Linked DNA regions of Rattus norvegicus: region 1 is linked to region 2. A link is a contact called in public Hi-C data. All regions are on one chromosome and are shown on one strand. The core of a region is the stretch at or near the end of the contact, and the rest is flanking DNA. Distances in the headings are between cores, read along the strand shown.

The links. Hi-C and Micro-C count contacts between places; a contact is called where the count stands out from the background.
Region 1: a Hi-C map of Schwann cells shows a contact between it and region 2, with 1.8 times the contacts expected there. The contact joins the enhancer-like site here to the promoter of Csnk2a2 in region 2.

What each region holds. Positions count from the first base shown.
Region 1 is chr19:9,600,791-9,603,614 of GRCr8, reverse strand. Csnk2a2 (casein kinase 2 alpha 2) reads right to left here. Exons shown (of 12, transcript NM_001107409.1): 12 at 1,479-1,926. Among named protein-coding and RNA genes, the nearest start is that of Cfap20, 13 kb to the left of the region's middle. Within about 2 kb of position 1,399, at least 28 of the 93 cell types and tissues checked have an H3K27ac peak or open chromatin away from gene starts, as enhancers often do. A contact at or near this core is called in Schwann cells, where this site is marked.
Region 2 is chr19:9,561,303-9,564,002 of GRCr8, reverse strand. Csnk2a2 (casein kinase 2 alpha 2) reads right to left here and starts at 1,287. Exons shown (of 12, transcript NM_001107409.1): 1 at 1,184-1,287; 2 at 425-536. The coding sequence starts at 1,287.

The DNA.
Region 1 (2,824 bases), core at 150-2,649, 40 kb before region 2:
TCAAAGTCAAAACCAAGTGAAAACTTCCCCTCCCCTCCCTTCCGCTCCCTTTCCCTTCCGTCTTTTCCTTTCCTGCCACCCACAAAACCCAAGAGTATCTATCTGATAGGCCTGGGATTTCTGAAAAGTATGACTTCCACGGTGGGAAACAAAGAACTAGGGTTAAAAAGCAGGAAAAGCCCAAGGATTAAGTTAACCTTCCGAGTTCTTTATGAGCACTGCTGGATCTCCACACCCGTCTGTCCAGCACAGAGACCCTGCACATCTGCACAGGGCCTGGACTGTGCACAGGTCTGTGGAGGAAGCACATACCCACTGTGTACATCCTCAAGAACACTGATGAGCTACTAATGCTGGACTTTCTAGAGCCTTGCATTGACAAGGCTCCCTGGAGACAGCTTGAGAACAGTAAGCCAGGGCAAGGCAGGCACCTTTAATCCCAGCACTCCAGAGGCAGACTGGTCTAGAGTGGTTCCCAGGTTAGTCAAGGTTACAGAGAAACCCTGCCTCAAGCAAGCAAACAAAAAGAAACCAAGGCAAGGTACTTGTAGCCCATTGGCTTTTTGGTCTATGGTCAGTGGTCTGGAGGGTACTTGCTGGTGTCCACTGGAGGGTGGGGTGGGGTATGTTTTCACACCAGCTGAGCTGACTGGATCTGATGGAAATGGGTTCAAAGGGCATTGACAGCATGGTGGCCCTCATGGGCCCGTTATTTCCTTCCCACATAATCACTTTAATACTGTGAGTGTTCACACTCAGAGTCACATGGCATTCAGAACCAGTGGCAGATGAGTCCAGAGACAGTGGCCCTTTGAGGAGCAAGCTGGCACCCAAACCTGCTAGGGCCTCTGTGCTCCATAGGCAGTGTGAGAATGGCCAGTGGCTAGCCGACCCCCAGCTGTGTTTACACCACCTGCACAGCCGTGCTGGGATCAATCCTCGGAGGACATTGAAAGGGCTCTGTAAACTGGCAGTTTCCTGTTAACGGCTTCCGCATGCACACATGTGAGAATTGCTCTCCTCTATCTTTCCAGGGAGCATGAGGGCAGGAAGCAGTAGCTGTGGCTTGATCCCTCCTTCCCATTGGTTAGATTTCAACCTGCCTCCAGGACTAAGGCATTTCTTCAGAAGGGAGTAGGCGTAACTGAGTAATAGGAAATGTTGAGGCATGAGCAAAGAAACTGCAAAGGGCAGCTTACAGCATTCTCCTGAAGTCACCATGGGGGCATTTATCCCCCTCAAATACTGAGCCACTCATTTGGAAGAGGTAAGGGTGGACACACGATGGGGACTGCAGTCAAGACACGGCCCAGCTCTCCCAGCCTATGTAGAAGCCAGACTGTTCACTCTGTCTGACAACATGCCGCCCTGGCCCTGCTTCCCTCTAGTTAGAACTTGGCACAAGTGCACTGATGACTCAGTCCTCTCTGTCCACAGGTCTTGGTCAATGGCCCCTTCCACACTGAATACGCTCCATCCACTTCTTTTAAAACGTTTTATTCAATAATATATATACTTTTAAAATAATATGTAACTGCCCACCATGCCATACACTGCCCCCATCCCATTTGTGGTCTGTGGTCAGCTAGTCCTTGGGGTTTGCTGGAGCAACAGGCAGCCACGGGATGGGTCGAGGGCACGGAGAGCAACAGTAACCAACAACCATTTTTGCATACCCTTCACATTTCCCATGCTTTCTGGGTCAGGAGGAAGTCAACAGGAAGCCAAAGGCATGTGAACCTTTTACATTCGGAAGTGAGGTCTGATTTACGGTGGTGGGCTGCCCTTCGGGTGGTCTAGTTCCTGTTCGCCAAGCCTGCCACCATTTTGTGTCTGCTCTCGGGACGTGATCTCGCTACACGCGTTAAGACGTTTTGATTTGGTTCTTGTTCTGCTTATGGAAAAGTGGGAGGAACCGCAACAGACCTGGGGAGAGATGGGAGGAGGGGAAAGAGGGCATTAATCAATCTGAGCCAGAGTGAGGTAGGCCACTTGGGACAGGGCTGGGGACAAGATGTAAGCTTGTTTTCTCCACGACACTTGATGGGACACTCGCAGCATGAGCCCAGGCCTTGAAGTATCCTCTTCCTGTTCTTTGACCCCCAACAAAGGTAGCCATCGGCCTGACCTTCTGAGAGAAACTCTGGCCACATGTCACAATCTATTCTGCCCTGTCCTTCAAGTGTAGGTGCTTAGGCAGATGCCTGGTGACCATCCTGCAAGCCAGACAACAGATCCAGCCCATTTCTCAGATCTGACACATTTACCGAGGAGGTCTTGAGTTTTGGAATCAGAGGACTTGGTATTTGTTCAGGGGAAAAGGCCACTATCATTGTAGGGCTGCAAGTGGGCTCAAATTTTCAACTGGGTTCTGCAAACAACCAAGCTGTCCAGCCTGGTCTCCTCCATACCCATCGTGGTAAAGTGAGCGGTTGAGAGGCCAGTGACAGGATTTTATTGATCACAATGTGGAAAGCACTTGGCATCTAGTAAGCTGTCTCAGTTACTTTGGGGAAAGGGTTCTTTCCACTGCTTAAAAGTCACAAGGCTGCCCACGCATGTTAAGAAATTACACAGCCTTCAAGCTTTTCAGCTCTTCTCCAATCAAGGGGGATCAGTTAGGGAAAAAAACTACATCACGGAAGACCTGTGCCATCAGCCACATGACAGCAGGCACACACACCCACGTGTGTGCTGCACGTAGTGGTGGAGAGGGACTTCTACAAATGCCTGAGCTCAGGGCCCAAGGTTAGTCATCAAGCTACTTCTGAGAAGCAGGGGTCTTGAGTGATGCCACTAGTTTCACTCCTAGAGAAATCTCCAC
Region 2 (2,700 bases), core at 38-2,537:
CTGGGGGGAGTTGCCCTGCATTTTTGGCTTTAAACTTATCTCTGAGAAGACCCCAGTTATGTTTTGTTTGGACAACTTTCTTTCTGGAGTAACTGGGAGCAGAGAGTAACTAGTACATTTTAGGAGCCCTACACGGACATGATACATGCAAATGCTTTTCTTTCTTGCAAACATCTCTTTGTTTCATATCAGATACAACCCCTCTCACATATTTGTTTGAGAAGTTCAGAATTTACACCTTAAGTGTTCCTGACCTATCAAAGTCAGCGTTAAGACCAGCCTGCACATTTTCTCAAAAGCTCACAGGAAAAATGGGGTAGGAGTGCTGCAGAAGATACACAAGAGCTGGAGCCGCTTATTCTGGAATAGCTGGTCCTTTGGCCCTGTGGGGGTAAAAGGTTACATGCCGCTGTAGTACACTCACCTTGAGAATTTTTACAACCACCCTCTCATTGTTGGTGATGTTAATGGCCTCAAATACTTCACTATACTTGCCCCGACCAAGTTTTCGAACCAGTTGGTAATCATCTTGATTACTGTGAAAGGCAAGAGATATTGTACATAAATGCCAGGATTTGGGATTAAGCAAGCGTATGTCCACTATACATCCATCCACCAAGTCCAGCTAATCAAAGTATTCCTGACATCACACCTCGACTCATTCTCTAAATGAAAGCCACACAGAAGCTTGGCTCCCGTCATTCTGCAGAGCTCTTAACCTCACTGACTCTAAGCACAGGGAGAAAAGGCAGCTATGAGGCCTTATGAGCCCTGTTAAGTGGACTGAGCAAGGTATCCCCCTGGTAGTACTGGGGTGCCCGCCTGCCCGGGGCTCCACAGCACCTGCCTCCCATTTTACACCCTCTAGGGGGGCCATGTTCAAAATGTTCCTCCCTCCCAGCCTCATTTCAGAAAGTAAAAAGGTAGAGATTTTAACAGCTCAAGAGGACAGACATGGACTTCCCATCCCATAGGAAGCCCAAAGTGTGAGGAGGAAGGGCCGCCCCCACCCTGACCCTACGCTTCTCCCCACCGGCTGCTGAGCCGGGGACCGGGGACCGAGGCCGGGCGGACAGGAGAGGCCGGGGACACGTGCGGCCGGGGTCGGGCCTCCCTGCCAGCCCCGAGGCCGAGCGGCCGGCAAGGTGCGGTTCGCGCGGGGGGCGGCCGGCGGCGGCTTTACCCCCAGCTCGGGACGTGGGCTTCGTAGTCCCAGTACTCGCGGCTCCTCAGGCTGTTCACCTCGGCGTAGACCCGGGCCCGACTGCCCGCGGCCGGGCCGGGCATGGCGGGCGGGACCGGGGGGCGCCGCGGGGCGCCGAGGGCGGCGGCGGCGCGGCGCGGAGCGCGGGGCGGCAGGCGCGGGAAGCGGCGGGCCGCGGACCGCCCGAGCAGGAGGAGGAGCGCGGCGGCGGCGGGCGTCCGCGCCAGGCCGGGCCCGCGGGGGCGGGCGGACGGACGGACGCTCGGGCCGGGGGCGCGGGAGGCGCCGGCCAAGCCGGCCCGGGGCCTTCGGCAGCCGGCGGGACGGCGGGGTTCGTGCTCCGCGGCGGCCTCCGCTCGGCTCGCGGCCCCCAGAGGCGGTGGTGGCGGCAGCGGCAGCGGCAGCGGCAGCCACCGGCCGGGAGAGGGGCAGCGGCGGCGGCGGCGGCGAAGAGGGAGGAGGAGGAGGCGGAGGAAACCCGGAAAAGGGGCCGAGCTCGCCAGGAGCGGCCACCGCCCAGCCCCAGCCCGCCCCTGCCCACAGCGCCCCCTACAGTGCCGGGGGACTGTGGCCGGCGCCCGCCCCCTCAGCGATCTCGCCACCCGCCAAGCAGAGTGGTAGTCTGCCTGCCCACCCGCAGGTCACCCCTTAGGAGCCCTTGCCCTCGACTAGCGCCGCTTTTAGCATCGCCCCTCAGTCCAGTCACCTCGTGTCAACCACCAAGACCTCCTATACTGGCCCTGAGCTGATTTGCTTTAAACCCAAGAATCCTCACCTCAAACTGTCTCCCTTCCTCACTCCTCTTTCCCCCTCTAGACTCCACCCTGCTATCCACAGATTTCCCCGCCTTCAACCCCAAGAGGCAGAGAACTTCCATGCAGAACCAGTCTACTACTAGATCTACCCTATCCTCTCAGTTCCCCGTCCAATTCCCCTGGTAGCCCACTGAGTCATCTTTTAGGCTACTTGGTTAAACTAGAGTCCGCTGGGTAGTTTCCCCATAAAATTATTGGTTTTTTTTCCCTTTGTATTGAACCAGTCGTTTGTGGGACATAATTTAAGACTGTAAATATGCATTTTTGTTTATTTGTTTGAGAGGAGGGAGAACTGGGGAGTGAGGAGTTCGGCCTCGAAGGAGAGACTAAGGGTTGGTGAACATACAAGCTTTGAACAGTCTTTGATTTCCTGGGGTCCCTGACTATCTTGTTCTCCTGTCCATATTTTTTTTTTCACACCAGAAGAGGGCATTGGATCCCAATACAGATGGTTGTGAGCCACCATGTGGTTGCTGGGAGTTGAACTCAGGACCTCTGGAAGAGCTGTCAGTGCTCTTAACCTCTGAGCCATCTCTCCAGCCCCCTCCTGTCCATTTCTTTATCAACAAGGATCTCCTCTCCCAACCCAGGTTGTTCTGACTTCTAATTACCCCCACCACTGTTTTCTAGATGAGACCATGTTCCCTCTTTATATACCTAACTATCCGGGTTCAAGTCCCA